Regions from separate parts of the Mus musculus genome. Here all the other regions are linked to region 1. A link is a contact called in public Hi-C and promoter capture Hi-C data. All regions are on one chromosome and are shown on one strand. Each heading gives the region's core, a stretch centred on a gene start, on an enhancer-like site or on the middle of the called end of the contact. The rest is flanking DNA. Distances are from core to core; before and after follow the strand shown.

What was found. Promoter capture Hi-C pulls out the DNA fragments that hold promoters and counts their contacts. A called contact is a pair of places that touch in the nucleus more often than the background predicts.
Region 2: a contact with region 1 is called in a Hi-C map of bone marrow-derived macrophages, with 11 read pairs. The contact joins two enhancer-like sites. A contact is called at or near these places in 7 of 39 promoter capture datasets (the C10 cell line, cranial neural crest, frontonasal cranial neural crest and 4 more), 1 of 484 Hi-C or Micro-C datasets (bone marrow-derived macrophages) and 2 of 115 datasets of contacts at active chromatin or transcription factors (embryonic stem cells and pancreatic cancer cells).
Region 3: a contact with region 1 is called in a Hi-C map of bone marrow-derived macrophages, with 16 read pairs. The contact joins the promoter of Dusp13 here to the enhancer-like site in region 1. A contact is called at or near these places in 18 of 39 promoter capture datasets (3T3-L1-derived adipocytes, the C10 cell line, the HPC-7 cell line and 15 more), 17 of 484 Hi-C or Micro-C datasets (CD8 T cells, the G1E-ER4 cell line, Sertoli cells and 14 more), 27 of 115 datasets of contacts at active chromatin or transcription factors (the 230-238 cell line, CD8 T cells, the HPC-7 cell line and 20 more) and 4 of 9 other capture datasets (adipose tissue, embryonic stem cells, liver and 1 more).
Region 4: a contact with region 1 is called in a promoter capture Hi-C map of embryonic stem cells, with 5 times the contacts expected there. The contact joins the promoter of Dupd1 here to the enhancer-like site in region 1. A contact is called at or near these places in 10 of 39 promoter capture datasets (the C10 cell line, the HPC-7 cell line, cranial neural crest and 6 more), 1 of 484 Hi-C or Micro-C datasets (bone marrow-derived macrophages) and 4 of 115 datasets of contacts at active chromatin or transcription factors (embryonic basal ganglia, embryonic stem cells, fibro-adipogenic progenitors and 1 more).
Region 5: a Hi-C map of bone marrow-derived macrophages shows a contact between it and region 1, with 14 read pairs. The contact joins two enhancer-like sites. A contact is called at or near these places in 1 of 484 Hi-C or Micro-C datasets (bone marrow-derived macrophages), 7 of 115 datasets of contacts at active chromatin or transcription factors (T-cell acute lymphoblastic leukemia, embryonic basal ganglia, embryonic forebrain and 4 more) and 2 of 9 other capture datasets (embryonic stem cells and embryonic tail).

The regions. Positions count from the first base shown.
Region 1 is chr14:21,100,430-21,103,014 of GRCm38.p6, forward strand. The region is part of intron 2 of Adk (adenosine kinase); the gene reads left to right. Among named protein-coding and RNA genes, the nearest start is that of Adk, 49 kb to the left of the region's middle. Within about 2 kb of position 1,297, at least 84 of the 459 cell types and tissues checked have an H3K27ac peak or open chromatin away from gene starts, as enhancers often do. A contact at or near this core is called in CD8 T cells, the G1E-ER4 cell line, the HPC-7 cell line and 12 more, where this site is marked.
Region 2 is chr14:21,807,426-21,810,010 of GRCm38.p6, forward strand. No RefSeq gene overlaps it. Among named protein-coding and RNA genes, the nearest start is that of Gm23502, 4.0 kb to the right of the region's middle. Within about 2 kb of position 1,281, at least 83 of the 459 cell types and tissues checked have an H3K27ac peak or open chromatin away from gene starts, as enhancers often do. A contact at or near this core is called in bone marrow-derived macrophages, where this site is marked.
Region 3 is chr14:21,740,221-21,742,805 of GRCm38.p6, forward strand. It overlaps Dusp13 (dual specificity phosphatase 13), which reads right to left and starts at 1,278. Exons shown (of 4, transcript NM_001374075.1): 1 at 810-1,278; 2 at 1-57. The coding sequence starts at 1,162.
Region 4 is chr14:21,713,275-21,715,859 of GRCm38.p6, forward strand. Dupd1 (dual specificity phosphatase and pro isomerase domain containing 1) reads right to left here and starts at 1,302. Exons shown (of 4, transcript NM_001013826.2): 1 at 1,235-1,302.
Region 5 is chr14:21,678,483-21,681,067 of GRCm38.p6, forward strand. All of the region lies in intron 3 of Dupd1 (dual specificity phosphatase and pro isomerase domain containing 1), which reads right to left. Among named protein-coding and RNA genes, the nearest start is that of Dupd1, 35 kb to the right of the region's middle. Within about 2 kb of position 1,304, at least 55 of the 459 cell types and tissues checked have an H3K27ac peak or open chromatin away from gene starts, as enhancers often do. A contact at or near this core is called in bone marrow-derived macrophages, where this site is marked.

The DNA.
Region 1 (2,585 bases), core at 47-2,546:
ATGCCATCAGAGTCTCAGATTGTCTTTCATAGTACTAGTACTTCAACTCACTAAAGTCACAATAGCCTAGTCTATACAATTATTAACCTTACCGATAGGTGCTTTTGACCTCCTTACTTATGAATGTGGGTTATTGCTCACTGCTGTGACTTTACTGTTGTTGTGGGGATACTTGGGATGCTTTTGCTGCAGAGACACCCATGCCGCTATTGGTATTTTATTTATAAATTGCCCTGTGAAGAGCTCTGTCATAGTTTTGTTTCTCAGATCTACCTTCAAAAATTTAAATAAATGTCTTCTAAAAATGCTCACCAAAAGTAGTTATGGAAGGAGGCTAAGGAAGGAGAAATACTGAGCTTATTAGCAGGAGATAGTCATGCAAACCCAAGGGATATATGAGTTTATGACAAGAGCTTGTTATTTATACCAGACGCACTAGAAACATAGTGAAATAAGCCTTAACAGAGTTCATTTTACTTGACAGTAGAATACCACTGGTGACCCCAGCTAGGTAGATCACAGTGGAGTGGTGGGAAGAGAAGCCAGAACAAACCATTGATAGAAAAGCAATGGGAAGTGTAACGGGCCAGTTTGTAGATGTGGCCAAGAGCCCAGCAGTGACACATTCTGAAAGATCCTGAAGAATAGAACACTACAGGCTTTATATATTCAGGCTTAAAATCTAGTTGAACTCTGTTCTTTCAGATTCTCTAATTTTATTTCATATCTGCTTTGCTGACGAGAAGCTAAAACACTACTTCATAAATCCTGTAACTTTTGGCTGATGTTTTCATCTTAGCTGTGTGATTCACTCTTGCTCTGTTTCTTTATAAGCCTCCTGAATGTTGGCTGAGCAGCTGTCTGCAAATTGTTATAATGGTTAATACTTTTGCCCTTCCTCCGTTTCTAGTCAGTCAATCAACCTCTCTCTCTTTCTCTCTCTCTCTCTCTCTCTCTCTTTCTCTCTCTCTCTCTCTTTCTCTCTCTCTCTCTCTCTCTCTCTCTTTTGTTTTATGTAAACTACAGACAGAATACATTATCAGACAGTCTCCTAGGAAGCATCGTGAATTGTCAAGTTGTAGAAGAAAGATAAAATCAGGCAAGATGAGGATGGAGAAAGTTTTCAGATCAGCTAGAAAACTGGTAGGCGTCAGGCCAGAGAAGGGAACACAGCAGAGAGACTGCTGCAAAGCTTTGGCTAACCTCTGCCAAGAGCACATTCCCTTGGTGTTTCCCACTCAGTGGTGAGGACCAGGGCGACTCAGCAGGCTGAGCCTCACTTAGCAGTTTGATCAAAACAGGCGACTTTCTGCCTGCTGCTTGTCCAGTGTGGGTCCTTTCTTCCGGTCCCCTTTGGTTCTTTTCAAGTTCTTACTTTGACGGCTTAGAAGATAATGTTGTTTATGAGGAAAGTCATGAGGCGAGATGAGAAGGGGCCACGACAGTAGAGGAACAGATAAAAACTGCTTTTTTTCCTCATCATATAAAGAGGAAACAGTATTTCCTTTCATGCCACTGCCAATGTTATACATCATATAACTTCATCTTCCTTTTTTGCTTGCTGAATTGTGAGGCCTAAGAGACAAGAAAGTTTCTCTCTTAGCACAGAAGGAAAGAGGCACTGACTAAAAACCTTTTGTATGATGTGTCTTGTACTTTGTGAATGTCCCACACAGCTACTTCAGACTTTTAGATGTTTATAGTCCATAAACATGAATTGATAAACAGATGCTCTCACACACATTAATATTTTGATCTTTGTAACTGAATAAAACTAATGAATCACTTTTTTTGTGAATCCTAATTATGGTGAATCTATATAACAATCTACAAAAATCCAGAAGCGCCAGCCTCTTTTCCTTGTTAAAGCTTTGTGTTCCTTTTGCTTTTAAATCCTGTGTACTTTTATCCTTGTGTAGTTCATTCTGCATATTAACATATTTCATGAATATTGATCACCCTATGTTTCTGCAGTAAAAATCTATATGTAAATCTAATTCTGAAGCTTCTCTATCATTAGATTCTGTTCCACACACAGTAAAGCACACAAATGCATTAGATTGTGAATAATTAAATAAAAGAAATATGGTGATCAGAAACACAGCTTTTACATGAGATGAGGAAACTGTTTCTAAAGCTTTTGTTCAACTGGCTTACTCTTGTGGATAAATAATATTCATTGCTTCACTGAGGTAGTGTTCTGCTTTGCTGTGTGTATATGCGGTACCAGGGGTTGAGTATCTGGCCAAGTGTCCAAGCCTAACTTTTCTCCTCAAACTTACAAAAGACAGCATCTTGCTAACTTTGCACACGTAGACCTGCTTCTGCCTCCTTACTGCTAAGATTACAAGTGTTCACAAGACTTTACGTCTTTCCCAGTACAGTTAATTGTGCTACCTGACCAGCGTGTCCCCATTGCTTGTTGGATTGAGAGAGAATTTTCAGCAGTGCCAGTTATTTGAACACTGTCATCAACAGTTGCATGTCAGCAGATTATTTGATTAAGCTCTTGGGTAGTACTGAAAGCAAAACTGAGAAGCCACCAGGCTAGCTGACTACAGATATCAGAGACAGGAAATTCTGGG
Region 2 (2,585 bases), core at 31-2,530, 710 kb after region 1:
TGACACTCTGAGAGAGAGCAGTGGAGACTGGAGTGTGACACTCTGAGAGAGAGCAGTGGAGACTGGAGTGTGACACTCTGAGAGAGAGCAGTGGAGACTGGAGTGTGACACTCTGAGAGAGAAACGCTGCCCCACCCCCACCCCAGACTCAGGGGTCTGAGCACTTGGTCCCCAGTTGGTGGTGATTTGGGGGGAGGCTTAAGAGGTGTGGCCTTGTTTTTTTGTTTTTGTTTTTCTGAGACAGGGTTTCTCTGTGTAGCCCTGGCTGTCCTGGAACTCACCAGGCTGGCCTCGAACTCAGAAATCCGCCTGCCTCTGCCTCCCAAGTGCTGGGATTAAAGGTGCTCTCTTCACTTCTTAACATCCCAGAGTATTATTCTTTCTGGAAAGGCCTATGGTCTCTTGGGAGAACCAACTCGGATTTCATCCTGGGTAGAATAGCATTAAGATAATGCTATTGTAAATGGGGGAAAGAAAGGCCATTTAAAGTGAATAGAGACTGCTTCCCCAACTTTACTTACAGCACAATATTTAACTTAGTCATCCACCGTCATTGAAAATATCTTCTCCAATTGTTTTCCCTGACCACCTGGAAAAGGCCAAGCCCTGTCTAGTCCTTGGGAGAGTTGAAAAGATACAATTGCTCGATCCATTTTAAAAGTTTTATGAGAATAGTGTTGACACCCATCTACCTGCCAGCATCGTTTACTGGCCCTACCATCTTCTGTAAGATTCCAAGAATATCTGTCCTGGATGGAGGACTGACACCACTGTAGCTGTGTAAGATCAAAGATGGAAGATGTTTGAATGTCAGTGTGATAACTGGTGCTTTGGGGATTAAAACATGACATGCTTGCCCTCAACAATCTTCCAGTTGCTGTGTGTGAAAGACAAAAGCTTCGTTGGTACTGCCAACTAGTCACTGCCCTCGGTCCAGCCGGGCTGTCCTGGACACTCGTGAGTCATCAGCCAAGGCCTGGGTGTGACTGCTTACTCAACCTTGCCTGTCACCATGCCTCAGAGCCAGGAAAGGCATTAAGTAATGGCCACTGTGGCCATACGCTCCTCACCCTGCTGCTTCATAAAAATCAAGTAGTTGCCTCTTCTTTCCAGAAGCGCCCAATCTAGAATAGTATACCGTGCTTCCTTGCTTTCCAGAACTCTCTTTAAGATTGCATCAAACATGCCTAAATCCTGTACAGTGAGCTCTCTTTATTTCTGCTCCCCTATTCACCAGTATGTAGTCTCTCACTTCAGGAAGCTTATTGAAACCTCCCCTGTTTAGCTAAGGTGTTCTCTGTAATCTTTGTTTGGCAAGTATTGACATTTCAGATAGCCAGAGTGCTAGAACCAAAAAACAAATAGTAAGCAGGAGCCAGGTGTGTCATGGCACACAGCTGATATCCCTCACCTGACATCCCAGGTGTGTCATGGCACACAGCTGACATCTCACGGGCAGACAGGTCACAAGTTTGAGATCATCCTTAGCTACATAATAAACTGTTTCAAAAATTCCAGAAAGAGTCAAAAACAAGACAAGACTAAACAAACCCAAACCTACAGAGATGGGGGAGTTGGCTCAGCAGTACTTCTGTAGCCCCCACACTGGGGAGATAGGGACATGAGGATTCATGCAGCTTACTGGCCAACCTGCCTATCTGATTCAGTGAGAGACCTAAAAAAAGAAAGAAAGAAAGAAAGAAAGAAAGAAAGAAAGAAAGAAAGAAAGAAAGAAAGAAAGAAAGAAAGAAAAGCAAGCAAGCAAGCAAGCAAGCAAGCGGGGCTGGAGAGATGGCTCAGAGGCACTGACTGCTCTTCCAGAGGTCCTGAATTCAATTCCCAGCAACCACATGGTGGCTCACACCACCTGAAATGGGATTCGATGCCCTCTTCTGGTGTGTCTGAAGATAGTGTGCTCATATACATAAAATAAATAAATTTAAAAGGGGGGGAGCAAAGAACGGTTGAAGAAGATAGCCAGTAGCCTTTGTCTTACACACACACACACACACACACACACACACACACGCACGTGAACACACACTTGTATCAGCACAGACACAAGCACACCCCACATGAACACATCATGAACCACACATCATTGTAAACAGAAAACTGGCAAAAGGGTAGAGGGCTGGAAAAGGCACCTGTTACTTGAAGTGGCAGCAAGGAAAGTGACATTTAGAGAGGCTTGAAATGGCAACAGGTGCACTGGCCTCTGTTGTAACCAGAACCAGCTTTGCTGGGTAGTTTTATGTCTACTTGACACTAAAGTCATTTGAGAGAAGGGAACCTCACTTGAGAAGATAACTCTATAAGATCAGGCTGTGAGCAAGCCTATAGGACATTTTCTTAATTTGTGATTGATAGAGAAGGTCTCAGCCCATTATAGAAGTGGCCATCCCTGGGCTGGTGGTCCTGTGTTCTATAAGAAAGCAGGCTGAAGCCAGGCATGGTGGTGCACGCCTTTAATCCCAGCATTTAGGAGGCAGAGGCAGGTGGATTGCTGAGTTCGAGGCCAGCCTGGTCTACAAAAGTGAGTTCCAGGACAGCCAGGGCTACACAGAGAAACCCTGTCTTGAAAA
Region 3 (2,585 bases), core at 28-2,527, 640 kb after region 1:
TGGACTGCCCCATGAATCTTTGGCCTCCGAAGTTCCTGCTTCTGTAGCGAGTCCATTCTGGGAACAGAGTAAACAGGACAGTAGCTGGAACAGGCTCCCCAAGCGTGGGTCCAGTGGACAGGGAGACCTGTGTTGCAGTACCAGGAGCCAGTGGGATGCTGTGGGGGCCAGCCTCAGCTATGCTGAATGAGGCTATTACCCGGCTCAGCTGGCCTGGAACCTAGAACCTTTTCCCTGGGAACAAGGAGAACTAGAACTCTCTTGTCAATTCCATGGCGCTAAGCGTACCTTTCCTGAGGCAACGGATGTTAGAAATGTTGGTCTTAGGGACCGTGGGGAATCTCTGTAGGGCTAATCTGTGCAGACCGTACCCCTTTAGTCACTGGAAACCCCAGCTGGCGGAGGCTCTTGGAGAGGACCTAGGATGTCCCTCCAAAGCCAGGCAGCTCATCTGTAGCTCCCACCCTGGCTGTTTCTAAGGCTGATGCTAGAGGAGGTCAAAGCACTGTCCAGGGTTACAGTCCAGCCACAAGTGGGCATTAGTCAGCTTGTTCACACCAAGTGAGCTGGTGTCGCTCATAAGCAGGCTGTATCCCTTGTGCTGTGTTCCATGTTTCACACTGACACCAATGACAAATGACAAATGGCTAAAGACTACCCTGAGCTTGATATCCAGTGTGTGCCTTCAGTTCATTCCCCAAGCCTTCCAGTTGCCAGAGGGTGGTCACCAACTGATGTGTCTCCTCTAGGGAGCTGTCAGGGATGAGCTACACATCCACTTACAGGCCCCGGGCTTTTTTCCTCCTTACCCTTGTGGTTCAGGCCAGTACACCTGTACAGGCCTCACCCGGAAGGAGTGGGTTATGTCTGGAGTCATCTGGCTTAGTCCATCTGGGCCCTTGCAGAGCTGAGGTGTCAGAGGCACCAGAACCTGAGCCTGGTACCTTAGAGGGAAGGGGAACCTACCTTGGTCAACTACCCCTGGTCCCCTCAAAGAGTAACTCGAGTAGGTACAGACTGGGTAGAATGCCTTTTCCCTCTGGCAGGCACTGCCAAAACCAGAAAAAGAGATGGGCACCCAGGAGGCCACTGGCTTGGCCACACTCACCCAGCCAGTGGATGATGAGCTGGGTGGAAGAGAGGGCCGGCCTTTCTCCCTCATCCCCCTCTGTGACCTCTCTGGCAGGCTGAGTGGCCTGCCACCTACCTAGGGCATGGTCTGGGGCCAGGAATGGGGGACTAGGTGCAGGGGCAGGCTGAGTGGAACAGTCCTAAAGCAGGTTCCATCCAGAACACAAATGCTGTTATGCGCCTAGAATTCCAGGTCCATGCATGTGAGCCAATGGGGATGTGGGGCAAGATGAAGACAGACCTGAGCTGCGGGGACAGGAGCAGTGGCCTAACATCTCTCCCTGGTGTCTCTGCTATTGAAAACACTTGTCCTGAAGATGGGGACCACCTGAAGAGATGCCTAGGGAACAGACTCCCCTTAAAATTTGACAAGGATATATCCTGGGACCTAGGCAAGTTTTCATTCCTATCTGGGCCTTAGTTTCTTTTCTCTGCTCTCTGGTATTCTGCTGGCTGCAAGAGAAGGGAATGACGCTATATGAAGTAACACCAGGGAAAGGAATATTAGGGTGGAGGATCTCTGAATCCAGGGAAGTCCAATAGCCACTCTGGCCTGAGGCCACCAGCTAGACTCCTCCAGCTATGAGTGGAACTAGACAGGGATTTCGGGAAACCGTAGGCCCCTCACAGGCCTGCTCAATTTGGCATGGGGTAAGTCTGCCCTCTAGTGGCCAGTGGCTGCTAGGCAGCCCAACTGTGTCCCAGGAGCTCGGTGGTGGGGATTAGGGGATGTCCTTAACTTCCCTGGTCTAACTCAGACCTGTAGGAAAGATTTTTCTTAGACTTAGGGTTTCCTGGTCAGGTCCTACTTAGGGCTATATGTAGCCCAGCTATCTGCTCTGGTCCACTGAGGGTTCCTTTCACCTATCAGAGCCAGGCCCAGCAGCTCACTCAGTGAGCCATTCCTTAAGCTTTAGGCACCCCCCCCAAAAGAAAGCCCAGGGATTCTGCTACCCCCTGGTGTAGGGAGGGCCCAGCTATGTCAGAAGGAGCCATGGCTGAATGTCTTGTAGGATCAGGCCCCTGTTCACATTCATGATAGTCCTCCCGTGGCTCTCTAGTGCTACCTGGCTTCTACTTCCCTGAAACTTCAGCAGAGAAGTTGCTTCTGTCAACAGTGGCTTTCTTGCCCACACTGCCTCTGTATACAGAGCTACACATACTTACCTTTTGTTGGCACTAGTAGCATCTCTAGCTTGCTCTCTGTTGTCTGTCTTTCAGTTTGTCCCAGGATAGCCTTCTAGAATACCACCCTGCATACCTCGGGCCTTGCTCAGCAGCCTGGGACGTGGCAGCTGTTTGCCACCTACCTCTTTAGCTGTAACCTCAGAACACATTTCTCCTGGTCTCCTCTGCTGTTCCCTCTCTGTCTCCCCTCTTCTCTTAGGGAGCACAGACCAAGTGGGGCTAGCGTTCTCACAGAAGGACATCGAGGTGTCTGGGAAAGAGACTTT
Region 4 (2,585 bases), core at 52-2,551, 610 kb after region 1:
GTCCTGTCCCCAAGTGCAAGCTGCTAAGTCTCGTAGTTTAGGAAGAAAGCAAACAAATCGAAGCCCAAAGTCCAGCCTTGGGCCTTAGCACAGCCCTCTGCTCTTTATCATGGGATAGAAAGTAGTCAGGCACACGAAGTCTACCTTCACACGGACCCCAGTGCTATCTCCAGTCCAGCTGTTACCCCAGGCCTGAAACACCCTCAGCCAAGACATCTGGCCCACTGATGGTGAGAGACCATTGCCTCTCCTCTGTTCCTTAGCAGACCTGCCTTAGCTCCTGAGGTAGCTTCCGTGCTGCCTGGCCTTCCCTAATTCTCCTCTGACCTCCTACCTTCTCCATGCCCAGAGTACTCCCTCAGAAGCCCCTCCAGTCCTGCTGCCACTAAATGTCAGAGTCTTCCAAATTGTCCATAGGACCCATACAGTGAGAACAAGGAGGGGCCACCGGGGAAATAGCAAAGCAGCACAAAGAATGTGACACGTGAGGGTCCCCCAGGGGCTGGTGGCCTCTTCACACTCGACCCTCATGTCCCCTTCTCAGGGTACTTTCAGCTTCTGAACTGTCAGTGCCTTGTAGTCCCAACAGCTATTGAATTCCAAGCCTACCAGTGACTACTGGGGCCACGGGACAAGAGCACTGGATCTAATGGGAGAGCCTGGTCTGAGGTACGGGTTATCCTCTCCCTTCCTACCTCATATGGTGCTGTCATAGGCGAATAGCTCCATCTCTCCATCACCCAGCCTCCTCATCTCCACTGGGGTGCTTCCATCCCCAGCCCATGTTCCCCTCAGGATTGGAAAATTCTTTAAAGAGTATCTTACTTTGAATGAGGCTTAAGATTGCCAGGACACTGGAGCCTTGAGTAGCGTTTGTAATTTGTGCTGCCCTACACATGATCCGAGGGAATCTGATGCCTCTATTTCCCCTGCTCCATGATATGAATACCATACAGAGCATCCAAAGGCTCAGACGGGACCCAAGAGCTTTAACCCATTAGGTTATCCCTTAGAAATCATCACAGGAACTCATAATTTAGAGACAAGAAACGAGAAAGCAATTCAGTGTTGCCTCTATTGAATGCTGGGATAGCAAGGAGCCTTTCGTACTAAAAGGATGTTCTCTACAGCTTCAGAAACTGTGGAAGTAAGATTTCCAATCCCCACAGCCATTTTCTTAAAGAACGCTTGGCTACACCCCGTAGGCAATAGTCTTCCCATTCAAGGGCCTTACCTGTGTGCCCCAAGTGCCTGGCTGGGCTAAGAGGTACCAGTCCGAAGGGTGTGTGGCAGCCTTACACTAACCCTCCAGAGCAGCTCAGAGGGCCTATTTTTAGGGTCAGATCTGCTGACACTGACCTTGCATGCTGTCCAGTGTGAGAGGAGACCCGTGGCATTTGTTTGCAAAATGATTCCCCAGTGTGACCTGAAACCCTTGACTCAAGCAGTCCTGTACCTGGAGGCCACATGTTTGTCTCTGGCTCAGCCACAGATACAGGACATGTGGCCGCCAGGATGGCGACAGATGGGTAATTCCCCAGCTTTGTTTTCTTACACTGGATGAAGCGAGGTGTCTGCAGGCCCTCTAAGGGCTCTGTCTCAGAATGATGACCGGGCTGGGGGCCGGGGATGGGAGGGTTGCCTGCTGACACAGAGCCATAGGAGGCCTCAGGGTTCACAGCATGAAGATCTCTGCCCTCTACCGCAGCTCTCTCTGAGAGTTTGGAGAGCTATCTCTTGGGGATGGATGGAATGGACATCGCATCACGAAGAATGATCGATGAATCCCTGAGAAAGAGTCCCTGTGGGCAAACACTGTGCAGGTAGCACTTCCTGCAAAACAACCCCCAAGTCCCCAGCTTTTCTGGAGTTCAGTGAGGACAGTGCTCACAATTCTACCCTCTTATGTAATTATGAGCCTGTGCACCACACACACACACACACACACACACACACACACACACACACACACAGAGAGAGAGAGAGAGAGAGAGAGAGAGTTGTTTAAGATAGCCAGATACTATGTAGATGGATTGACGATAGACCAATGAGAGAAACATTTCTTAGCATCTAAGACGAAAGATGTAGTAAAGTCAAATGGAGCCAAGAGAAGAATTTGAGGACTGTTATGATTTGAGTATGAAATGTTTTTCATAGGCTGGTGGAACTGTTTTGAGAAATTGTGGAATCTTTAAGAGGTAGGGCCGAGGCTGGAGAAAGTGAGAGTCACTGGGCAAGGAGGGGTAGGGTGTGGTGATGGTCTGACGGGTATGCCATATCTAACTCAGATGGAGCACTCTGTTTCCCATCTATCATGAGCTGCCAGCAAACCATCCCGTCCCCACCTTGGTAGACCATATCCCCCCAACTGTGAGCAAAAGCAAACCGTTTAAGGTGTCAGGATGAGAAAAGCATCGGATATAGAGGGACTGTTGATTATCACCTCCGTGAGCAAGACCCTAAGCGGTGAACTAGACAAATGGCGGGCTTCTCCACTCTCTCAGTCCTTCATACATTATATTTTGCTAGACATAGTGGCTCACATCTTTAATCCCAGCACTCAAGAGGCAGAGGCAGGAGAATCT
Region 5 (2,585 bases), core at 54-2,553, 580 kb after region 1:
CAATTGACTCTTTTGACAGTGTTAGGATACAATCTGACTTAGTCCTTGTCACATACACAAAGACAATGGTGCCTTAGTATGAACAATGTCACATGCATCAAATATACAAATAATCATTGCTTACACTGGGGAGGGGGCAGGCGATTGATTCCCTTAAAAATGATGTACAAGCAACCAGGTCCCTCAGGCCTCCACTTGGTGGCGCTCTAGAGCCCACCCAGGACACCCGTTGGCCCTGTCTCATTTCAGCTTTGACTTAAACCTTGTTATCATTGTCCCTGCCTTGCAGATGGAGAGACAGGTTCAGGAGGTGCAATTTCAATTTCTTGCCAGAGGTCACCCACAATACTAATGCCAGAAGTATCTTAATGCAAAACTGTGTTGGAGGCCCTTTCTGTGCCACTGTGCTCTGAGGTTTGGCTCTCGGCGCTCTCTCTCTCTCTCTCTCTCTCTCTCTCTCTCTCTCTCTCTCTCTCTCTCTCCCCACCCCCACTGTTTCCCATGGCTGAGTGACTCTCTACTGATATTCATCTAGCTGGCTGGGCTATCTGTGGCTGTGTGACCAAAGTGATGCCCTGACTTTCTGCTTCTCAGCCTGATAGCTGGAGAGATAAACAGGAAGTTGCCTGTGGACAGTTTCTTCATGGGCATGGCTCTCTGACCTTTTTAGCTCTCCCTTCTTCGTGGGACCAAGCCCAGACAAGGGAAAGAAGCCAAGACAACATAAGAAATGAAAGAATCAGGGGCTGGAGAGATGGCTCAGCGGTTAAGAGCACTGACTACTCTTCTGAAGGTCCTGAGTTCAAATCCCAGTAACCACATGATACCTCACTACCATCCATGATGAAATCTGATGCCCTCTTCTGGTGTGTCTGAAGACAGCTACAGTATACTTACATATAATAAATAAACAAATCTTAAAAAAAAAGAAAGAAAGAAAGAAAGGAAGGAAGGAAGGAAGAAAGAATCCACACACAGTTAGTTCTACTTTTCTCACTCCAAGTGGGATGGGAAGTCCTAGGCACCATGACCAGCTGCAAGGACCACTGATGTGCTGGGGGCTGGCACAGAGGTGCTCTCCACCTCCTCACAATTAGTGCCTTTCTCTGTCTACCCCAGCCAGCAAGGAGGGCAGGCCGCAACCCCCTGTGTCATTAAGGGGGCGCTGGTCCACATTTTCATCCAGCGTGACCATCCACGCAGATGAGCATCTACCTCTGGCGTTCTAATCCCAATAGAGTGTTCCAGACAGATGCTGCCTGGCCCCTGGCCAGCTCTGCTGACAACCGATGTGCTCCTTCCTCTCCTGTCACAGCTAAGCACTTGTAACAGATGAAAGCTGTAACCTATTAAGCTTTGGGGAACCTAAAGTCTGTGGAGAGAAAGCAGAGAGGAAGAAGACGGGGAAGGAAGATGGGGGGGGGAAGGAGAGAAGGGGGCTCTCAGCTCTGACGGAACTCTTAGAGCCAAATGTGGTTCTCATTAATGCTGTCAGCCTGGAGAAAGAGGCCCACTACCCCAGGGCAAGAGTGGGTTGTTCTCTGGAGGTCTCAGGTGCCCCTGGGCCCCACCAATTTCCTGTCACCAGAACCTCGGAGTCCTGTTCCCTCTTGGCTCTGGGGCTCTGCCAAGTCCCACTGTTGAGGCCCAGTGTTGGTGGCAGAAAACAGGGGTAGTGAGGGAGGCCTGTTCTCAGTCCTTGTCTGAACTTCAAGAAACCCAGAGGCCTGTGACCCTGACACCAGCCTCTCTGCAGGGTCCTGAGGTAAGGGAGAGCTGTTGGGACTGTTTTCTGGTTCAGTTCACAGCTGACTCCTGGGTAACCTCAGTTACCCTGGGCAATCTTCTGGGTAATTTATGGGTTGTTTGTTTGTGTGCTTTTGAGACAGGGTCCTGCAGCATCTCTGAGGCCTGGCCTTGAACTCTTAATCGTCCTGCTTCTGCCTCCCTGGATGGCTGGAGTCTCGGGTTTGCACCAGGGTACCTAGTGCCCATGCACTTACTTCATACATTTTATTGTAGTCAATTCTTGAAACTACCCAGTGGCTTCAGTCAAACTGTCATCACCATTCTACAGATGAGGTCGTGGAAGGAGATACGGAGAAGTGGCTCGTCCCAGTTGCACGGCCAGTGAATGGCAGACCTCGATCCAAGCCCAGGCAGTGTGACATCGAAGCCCGGAACTTCCCTGTGCTTGCTGCCCTTGTGTGAGCCAGATAAAGGTTTTACACATAATATGTACCTCTGCTACACGCAATTTGTGCTATTATTTTCTATTCTTTCTATTCAATTAAAAAAGCAGAAAAGGAACAGTGGGCACATCCACCATTTTGCTTTTATGACCCACTGATAAGGTTGCAGTCTATGTCTGAAAAATGCTGGCTTCAGAAAAATATTTACCAGAAGGAAAGATGCCATAATTGTATGAAAAAAAAGTTTAAATTCAAGATTTCTAATGTACCTACCTGAGCATGGTAGTTCATAACTATAAGGCAGAGGTATCAGGGCTATCATGAATTCAAGGTTTGAGGCCAGCTTGGTTTACAAAATAAAACCTTATCTCAAAATAAACTTTCAAAAACTCT